Regions from separate parts of the Mus musculus genome. Here region 2 is linked to region 1. Evidence: chromatin contacts called from public Hi-C data. All regions are on one chromosome and are shown on one strand. The core of a region is the stretch at or near the end of the contact, and the rest is flanking DNA. Distances in the headings are between cores, read along the strand shown.

Region 1 (4,213 bases), core at 1,278-3,777:
TCTCGAACCCACAGTCCTCCACTCCTTTTATTTTGAATACTTTCATGTGTTGTATATTACAACATACATGAGAGGTTAACCTGCTGAACCATCTCACCGGCCTACGACCCTTGAGTCATGGAATCATAGATGTGTACAGGCAAGCCAGCTTGCAACTAACCACACTCATATCCAGCCTGACTCATTTAACATGTACTCAGTGATAAGCACCCAAGACCAAGGAACAGTAGAACCTTGGAGTGGAGAAAGTGCGGCTCACTGGTCCTGTGCAAAATATGCCATACCTGTTGCTCAGGAGAGTCCCCATGTGAACACTGAGTATAACTAATGAGAATGGAGAAAACCCAGGCAACGCTCCTGCATTTATTCAACAAATACATTTTGGCATCTGTCCTGGAATAGGTGCCAGGGACGATGGAGTGAATTGATTTGATGCTGGTCCTTTGGAAGTGACTGCGTGGGGGTCGAGGGAGAGGGATTGTGAAGTGGCTAAGGACATAATGCTTTGGCCAAGCTCCTCAGAAGGCTCCCCAGGGGAGGGGAGCCCCAAAGGTGATTATGGTGTTGGAGCAGCAAGGGTTTCAAACAACAGCCCGGCACTGTGGATGTGTAGGCAGTGATGCGGTTTCCCTGGAAACAGAGAAGAGTACCACTGCCAGTCTAAGACCTCACATATGCTGTCTGAGGGCTGGTCCCTTCCCTCGTTCTCACAGCCAAACTTCAGTTCTCCAGACTCACAGCTTGTCACCTCAATTTTCACACCGGGTCCTCATTAATAGATGGGGCCACAGGCCCAGGGGAGAGGAGACAAAGGCCAGTAATTTCCGAGATACGTACCTTTTTACAGAGTCCCTCCTGTGCCTGACTCTAGGACTATGGTTTTCAACCTGTGTGTCATTTCAGCTCCCATTGTGGGGTTCAATGATCCTTTCATGGGGGTCACCCTAGACCACTGGAAAACACAGATATTTATATTATGATTTATAACTAGTAAAATTAGATATGAAGTGGCTACAAAAGTAAGTTATGGTTGGGGCTCACCATAAAACAAGGAAATGTATTGAAGGGTCCCAGCATCAGGAAGGTTGAGAACCACTGCTCTGGGACCATGGAATTAGTCACTCAAGCCCTACCCTGAGCATCTCAGGGGAGCGGTACAAATCCCAGGTAAGGCTTGAACAGTATGCCAAAGCTGCCAATTTCCTGCTCTGGAGTGGTTTCCACACCTTGTGGTCCCACCCCACCTTCCTTAGAGACAATCTTCCTCAGCAGGCCTCTCTCCAGTCTCCATCACACAGCCTGCATTTATTGGGCGCTGGGAATACAGTTGTCAGAAGCCAGGCCTGAGGAATACACAGTGTCTTAGTTAGAGCTGCCATGGTGCAATGTCACAGACGGGAGGCTTAAACCATTCTGAGGACTGGGAAGCCCAAGGGAAAGGGGCTGGTTTTCTGAGACGCCTCCTACAGCTATGCAGTGTGATGTCAGGGGAGTGGTAAGGATGCTGTGCCTAGGAATAATAGAACAGGAGGCAGGCAAGATATAGTTTGTTTGTTTTTGAGGAAATGTATTGGAGGACACTGGGATCCAAAGGAGACAGGAGACTAGGAGAAGGGTATCCCAGACAGGGTGAAGAAGAGTCGGGGCAGACAGAACTTTATGCTTAGCATGATTGTGAGAATTTGACACTGGAAATGTAACTGGCTGAGACCAGCAGTGCATGGTCACCTACCCTGGTCCTGGGAAAGGACCACCGAGTGAGTTCAGAACGTGGCTTCTGGCGGCTGCTCCCTGCATCTTCCTCTTTTAGCACAGGGATGGATGCCCAGCTGGACCTTGGCCTTTAATTAGGATCACATGCAAGCTGATCTGATCCACCTCTGGCCTCTAGTCAGCACAGGAGCTAAGACAGGAAGCAACTCTCTGACCCCTTTTCCTAAGTGTTCAGCAGAGGAAACTGAGGCGTCCCAGGAGACCTCCGAAAGGAGGTGGTAACTTCTTGTTGAGTTTTGTGAAGCAAGTTTTTAGCAGAACCTACTTGGAAGGTTCAGACAGAAATAAGCAGAGCTGGTGTGCTGGAGGCTTCAGGGAATGCACAGGGCGGTGACAAAGCGCAAAATCAGTGAGGCGCAGAGGGGGCGGCTCAGAGGCGTGACTCTACTGGAGGGGGGGCGGGGGGCGGGAGAAAGTGGACTCAGGGTTGGGGAACACGGGCAGCAGGGAAGGTCAGCAGGCCAAGGAAGGTGTGGGAATGAGATGACGAGAACGTCACGCGACAGGTTGGAGCGAGGACGCGATGGGCTTTTGAAGTTGGCAGCAGCTGGTCGCAAGGAAGTAGGCGGGGCCAGGACCAGGGACGACTCACCGCCTTGCCCAGAGATCTGGGCGGAGTTTTAGGAGTATGAGGCAGGGCCTTTGCGTGTCGGGGGCGGGGAAAGGGCGGGTTTGGGGGCGGGCCCGCGTCGGGGGTGGGGCCTGGGCGGTGTCGAGCGCGCGCGGGCGGGCGGTGGCGGAGCTGAGGATCGCAGTGCTCCGCTGTGCTCCGAGGTCGGCGGTGGCGACGGCGGCGGCGGCGACGCACACAAAAGCGGATTGTGGCTTCACTGGTGCTCGCGGCGGGCGGCAGCGGGGCACGGGCGGCGGGGCGTGTCGGTGGCCCCCGCGGGCGCGGCGCGGGCGATGAGCCGGGGCCCGGCATGGCCTCCGCGCGGCCGCCGGGCAGGGCCTGTGCCTCGGCGTCCGCGCCCGCGGGGCTCCGGGCTGGGCCGGCCGCCTCCCGGGAGTCCGTGGACAGCAGCGAAGCGGAGGAGCGCTCGTTGCAGCACATGCTGCGCGCCATAGCCGAGGAGCGCGGACGCCTTAGCCTGCGCCGTGAGGTCTGCGGCCTGGGTGAGTGACGGGGACGGGCGCGCGCGTGAGTGTCCGCGCGAGTCCACCTCCGCTAGTCCCCCTGTGCTCCTTGCCCTCCGTGCATCCCCACCGCCCTGGGCTCTGTCTTTCGGGACCCCAAGTCTCAGTGTCTTTTTGGTACCACAGAACCCCGATCCTTGTGTCTCCGCGTCCCTATCTTCCTCTGACCGCCAGGATATCTGTCCCAGCTCCTTCTTCCTCTTCGTGGTTCCTTAACTCTTCTTCCTTCTCCTGGAAGATCTGGGGGCCCCACTGCTGCTGCAGGGAGTGTGGGCGTGAGATTTTGGGAGGCCCTTGAGTTCAGAGTTCAAGGCAGTGTGCCCTGACCACATTCCCCAGCCCACATGGAAGACCGCGGCTCTTGATTGCTGTAGCCTTTGTCTTTCTGCACCTAAAGGTCCTCTTGTCCATTAGCTCTACAAGGGACCTGTTGGGCCTCTGCCCCTTGACCCACCTACTTAGCACTGGAATCAGGGATTTGCTACAGCCTCTCCGGGTGTGATTCTGGTCTAAGGAGTCATTCAGCTGCTGGGTGGGGTGGGGGTGTCTCATTGTTTGAAAGGGCCTGGGAGGTGTGGGTGGGGTCGTCTTGGATGTGAGGTAATGCATAACTGATACATTTGCCCAGAACCATGTGGCAGAAACCCCCTCCCCTATAATCTTGGGCTTGTCATTTTCTCTAAAAAAAAAAAAAAAGACCCCTCCCTTCTTCATGTAAGGAATGACTTCATTCTATGTTGTGTCCCCTCACCCCCACCTCCCTGTCAGGGCTTGAGTTCTCTTTGAGGGAAGTAACAGCCTTCTAGATCCTGTCAGTGCTCCAAAGTGGAAGTGTACCCTGGTACCCTGGTAGGACCACAGTAGCAGAGGGAGAGGGTAACACCTGGAACTCAGGGTCCCTTGGTAGGCCACGCCCGGGAGGCTCTGTGAAAAGCAGAAGTGAATTTCAATTCTTTTTTTTTTTTTTTTTTTGAAGGAGACTTTTTTAGCACCTGGCCTTCTTAGGCAGCAGGGTCTAGCCCAGCTCACCTCAGCAAAGTTCTCTTGTCAGGCAGGTACAGCCACCTGGGGGTATAGATAAGGACACAGATTTTAGTGGGTTTTTTTCTCCAAAAAGGTGTCCAGAGAATGGTTTGTAGCTGATTTAGAGTGTCCTTATTAATGGACTCAGTAAACATGTATTTGAGCACCTACTGGGTGCCCACCTGTTAGGGCCAGCTGTCAACCTGGCACAGAATGTCTGAATTGGGGAGGGTCTGGGCAACCGTCTGTTGTAAGCCCCTCAGCCCTGTGACCTCTGCAG
Region 2 (4,213 bases), core at 497-2,996, 260 kb before region 1:
TCAAAGATCAACAGCGTTCAGTGTTTGCCCAGAACAGCTCTGATGATCCTACATGTGATCCCCAGGGGCTAGAAGGCCTATTACCCCAGATTAGCTTGGCTACAACAAGCTGAGCCATTAGAGCCAAGTCCTTCCCTTTCTTGGGGGTGTTGGGGAGTGTTTCTATATTGGAAAAATGAAGGAGGCAGAACTAGGGCATCTCTGAGAAGGAGGCTCCTTCTCAGCCGTCACAACTACTCTTTAGAGTTTATACAACAGGAAGAGATCGTTCACAGGTATAGACCCAGCCTAGCCTCATTCTCCTCTTGCTTTGGCTGTCTGATAATGCAATGATGAACTCTGTTGCTGTGATTCTCAGGTACCTAGACCATACAAAAGTTATTCCCCAGTCACACGGTAGGGAAACCAATTCTGGTAGGGGCTCAGCTTAACCCCGGGTAGAGAGAAAGCAGAGAGGCCCCTGTCCACGCCAAATAAAACCAAGGTACAAGAGGCATGCTCTTGGGATGGCTGCTGAGAGTTTATTAGAACCCCAAGGGTGGGAAAGCAACAAGAGGGAGTGCCCAGGGCTCAAGCAAGCACTCAGAGCTCTGCAGACACAAAGATGAAAAGCTTGGCCACAAAGGAGCTGACTGTGCCGTGGCGATAAAGATCCATCTTGACGGTCAGGAGCAAGTCCCTGGGCTCAGGGATGGGTTTGGTGAGGGCCACCACCCCACTGTGGTGGCTCACCTTTCGAGTGGTGAAAAAGCCCTCCTCATTGCCAGCGGTGATGGCCAGCTGCATGCTGTCCCCAGGGACAGCACTGGAAGGGCCCATGCGGAAAACCACCGCTGGCACTTGGATGTTGGTGGGAAAAGAGAGGTGGTAGTAGGTTATTCTCAGAGGCAGCCTGGGGCACTCCTGGTTCTCATGGCAAGGCAAGCGCTCACAGCGGCTGAAAGACAAGTGGACAGAGAGACAGGAAGAGGGTTAGCGCCACCTCGGCAAGCAGAGAAACAACAGAGTGTGGGCAAGCACGGCTCACTAGGCGGGGCCTCCTGTTCACTGGGTGGGGCCTCCTGCCACCCCTCTGACTGATGCAGCCAGCACAAAGAAAACCCTCACTCACCTGGGGGAGGCGTTGTAGACCTCCAGGCCGCAGACTCAGGTACAGCAACACCCTCTAGGGGTACTGGTGACCAGGGTCAAGCCAGGGGGAGATGTGTCCCCTTCTCAAGGCAGAGAGCTAGCTACCCTGGGCACACTCAGCAAGGGCCTCACCCAGATAGTGGCCAAGGCCATGAAGAACTCCTGGGTGGATCTCAGGGATTACCCAGAAATCATCACGGCTGTTACCACGTACTTGCATGTGGGGCTAATCCCCCATACATTCATTGGCGTCATCACAACCAGTGTTCAAGATGGCGGCTTGAGTGCCCCTTGTCAGATGAGGAAAAAGGTTCAGAGAGAGCCACATTGTGAAGGAAGATGCCAAGTCTAAGCTCAGGGATGAGATCCGTTCCCCAGCCCTGTGATTCAGCTTTAGACACTTGGTCCGATTCTCTGCTTCTGTCCATAGAGACAGAGTGGGGCTCAAAATGGGGATAATGCCAGGTTCTAATATCCTGTGACAAGACTGAACTTCCTGTGACAGGATGAAGACAACACCGAACTTCCTGTGTGGTGGAGATGAAGACAGGTTCTTACTTCCTGTGACAGACTCTAACTTCCTGTATGTGGTATCAATGAAGACAGGTCCTAATTTCTTGTGTGTTAGAGATGGTAACAGGCTCTCACTTCTTGTTACAGAATGGAGACGTGTACTAACTTCCTGTCACAGGAACTGATTTCCTGTGCTAAGGTGAGAATAAGTTCTCTTAGTAGCATCTAATTATAGCCTCTAACTTCCTGCAACAGGATGACAACAGTACATTCTTATGACAGAGTGTTGACAGGAAAATGACAGGACTCGAGTTCTAGTCCTGAACCAGGCCCAACACATGATAAAGGCAGAATGACAGGAACTTAAGAAGCAGAGCCAAGATGGCCAGCCCCATTGGACTTGACCAAGTCCTCCTCAAGTAGGTCTGCCATTTTGACCAAGTTTGGATTCTCCAGTCACGGAATCTCTCAGGGTCTTGCATTACATCCCTCCTCTGGCTTTTTAAGTCTCCATGTCTTGTCCTGAATTTGCTACACATTTGACACTTCTTGTGCACAGCGTTTCTGTTTGTGTCTTATTGGATGCTTATCAGGGCTGCTAGGAAGCCTCTCACATACTTGACTAGTTAACATTCTGGCTCTAAGAAAAGAGAAGTCCTTCAAGTAAGATCCACAACACCAGTGACAGGAGAGAACCATGCCCACTGAAGACAGAGCCTGTCACTGAGAGTCCAGAGCTGGCAGTAGGGAATAAGGTGGACATCATGGGCACTGCTGAAAGGCAGCCGTCCCTGGAGATGCCAGAGGACTGGGTAAAATGGGGGCACTCTACATGCCAGAGAGATCTTTCTATCAAGGAAGGGCCTTTGATGACTGGGAGAAGGGAGGGCCATAAGAGCCAGGCAGGCAGCTGGGGTTCATGTGCTATGTTCCTCTGGGATGTCAAGGGCAGCAAGCAGTAAGTTTGGGTTTCAAAGTTGGCCTATTTCCCTTTAGAGCACACACACACACACACACACACACACACACACACACAAAGACACACACACACACTCAGACACAAAGATACATACACCGCACCCACTCAAACACACGGAAATACATACACCACACACACTCACACACAGAGACAAGACACACACCACACACACACACACACACACCATACCCATTCATGCACAGAGACACACAATGACACACACATTACACACACTCACACACATACATACTGCTTCGGGAGCAATCTAAATGGATCTGGTCAGTAGGTGGTGCTAGAGTCTCCCTCATGGAATTCACCTTTCCCACTTGTCTGTGAGGCCCTCTACCGACCAAAGACTAGGTCTTGAGTTGCCACAAAAGCACAGCAAATGTGAAGGGAAGGAATGTGAGACACGCATGATGCCCTGATCCAGCTCCCATGACTGTCACATCCAGAGCCTGACAGAGATGACGCTGTCATCCATCAGAGCATCCAAGACCTCCCTGGAAGAGGTGCCTGGGGTGGCTCTTTTTAGACCACTCACTTCCCAAAAGGCCGTGACTCCGCCACTCACTGTGGCACTTTGGCTCTATCTCCAGTGCCAGCACACTTTGTAAATGGTCACTGTACAGGCAGACTTGGACCTTGAGTTTCCTTCTCTGCCCCAAAATTTATTGAAACATCCTAGGGATCAGCATCAGCTGGTGGAGGCTTTTAGTCCCAGAGGCTGGAAGATCTCTGTGAGTTCTAGGCCAGCCTGGTCTACAGAGCGAATTCCAGGACAGCCAGAGCTACACGGAGAAACCCTGTCTTGAAAAATGAGAGAGAGAGAGAGAGAGAGAGAGAGAGAGAGAGAGAGAGAGAGAGAAGAAAAAAGGAAGGGAGGGGAGGGGTAGAAGGGGAAGAGGGGAGGGGAAGAGGGAGAGAAAAGAGGGAGAGGGGAAGAGGGGAGGGGGGAGAAAATGGAAGAGGAAAGGAGAAGAGAGGAGAGGGAGGGGAGAAGGGGGAAGACAGGGAAGGAGAGGAGAGGAGGGGGAAAGGGAGGAGGGGGAAGAGGGGAGGGGAAGAGAGAGGAGGGGAGGGGGGAGAGGAGGGGAGGGGAGAGGAGAGGAGGGGAGAGGAGGGGAGAGGAGGGGAGGGAAATAGAGGGAAGGAAACATCCCAGAAACCATAATCACTGTGTGGCAATCTACTGGTCAGACTAGGGACAGCAATAAAATCTGTTAGCTGAATCACCCCGATGGGGGTGGGCAGTCACTACTGAATCTATTACAGAGTAGGGCGGGGTGTGTGTGTGTGTGTGTGTGTGTGTGTGTGTGTGTGTGTGTCTGTGTGTGTGTGTGTCTGTGTGTCTGTGTATCTGGACCTCAGATCAGCTCAGCATGGCAAGCAGGCTCACGGCTTCCACACGTTTCCCATATACGCATTACAGTGCAATGTGTCCCAATTCTCAGCTTCAACATCTTTGACTGCAGCAGCCCAAGTTCTGTGAAAATGATCAGAAGCCTCCACGGAAGAGAGACAAAAGCGCAGAGAAAAGCAGCAGGGCCGCCCCTGTGACCATCCGCGGACGTCAATTCCATCTGTCGT

The links. A called contact is a pair of places that touch in the nucleus more often than the background predicts.
Region 2: a contact with region 1 is called in a Hi-C map of CD8 T cells, with 3 times the contacts expected there. The contact joins the enhancer-like site here to the promoter of 5031439G07Rik in region 1. A contact is called at or near these places in 4 of 39 promoter capture datasets (the 3T3-L1 cell line, embryonic stem cells, liver and 1 more), 6 of 484 Hi-C or Micro-C datasets (CD4 T cells, CD8 T cells, adipose-derived mesenchymal stem cells and 3 more), 3 of 115 datasets of contacts at active chromatin or transcription factors (embryonic forebrain, embryonic stem cells and forebrain) and 1 of 9 other capture datasets (pancreatic islet).

What each region holds. Positions count from the first base shown.
Region 1 is chr15:84,986,285-84,990,497 of GRCm38.p6, reverse strand. It overlaps 5031439G07Rik (RIKEN cDNA 5031439G07 gene), which reads left to right and starts at 2,527. Exons shown (of 10, transcript NM_001033273.3): 1 at 2,527-2,889. The coding sequence starts at 2,826. It overlaps Gm39558 (a long non-coding RNA gene), which reads right to left and starts at 2,463. Exons shown (of 4, transcript XR_875533.1): 1 at 2,366-2,463; 2 at 1,042-1,343; 3 at 838-952.
Region 2 is chr15:85,248,169-85,252,381 of GRCm38.p6, reverse strand. All of the region lies in intron 14 of Fbln1 (fibulin 1), which reads right to left. Among named protein-coding and RNA genes, the nearest start is that of Fbln1, 44 kb to the right of the region's middle. Within about 2 kb of position 1,746, at least 60 of the 459 cell types and tissues checked have an H3K27ac peak or open chromatin away from gene starts, as enhancers often do. A contact at or near this core is called in CD8 T cells, where this site is marked.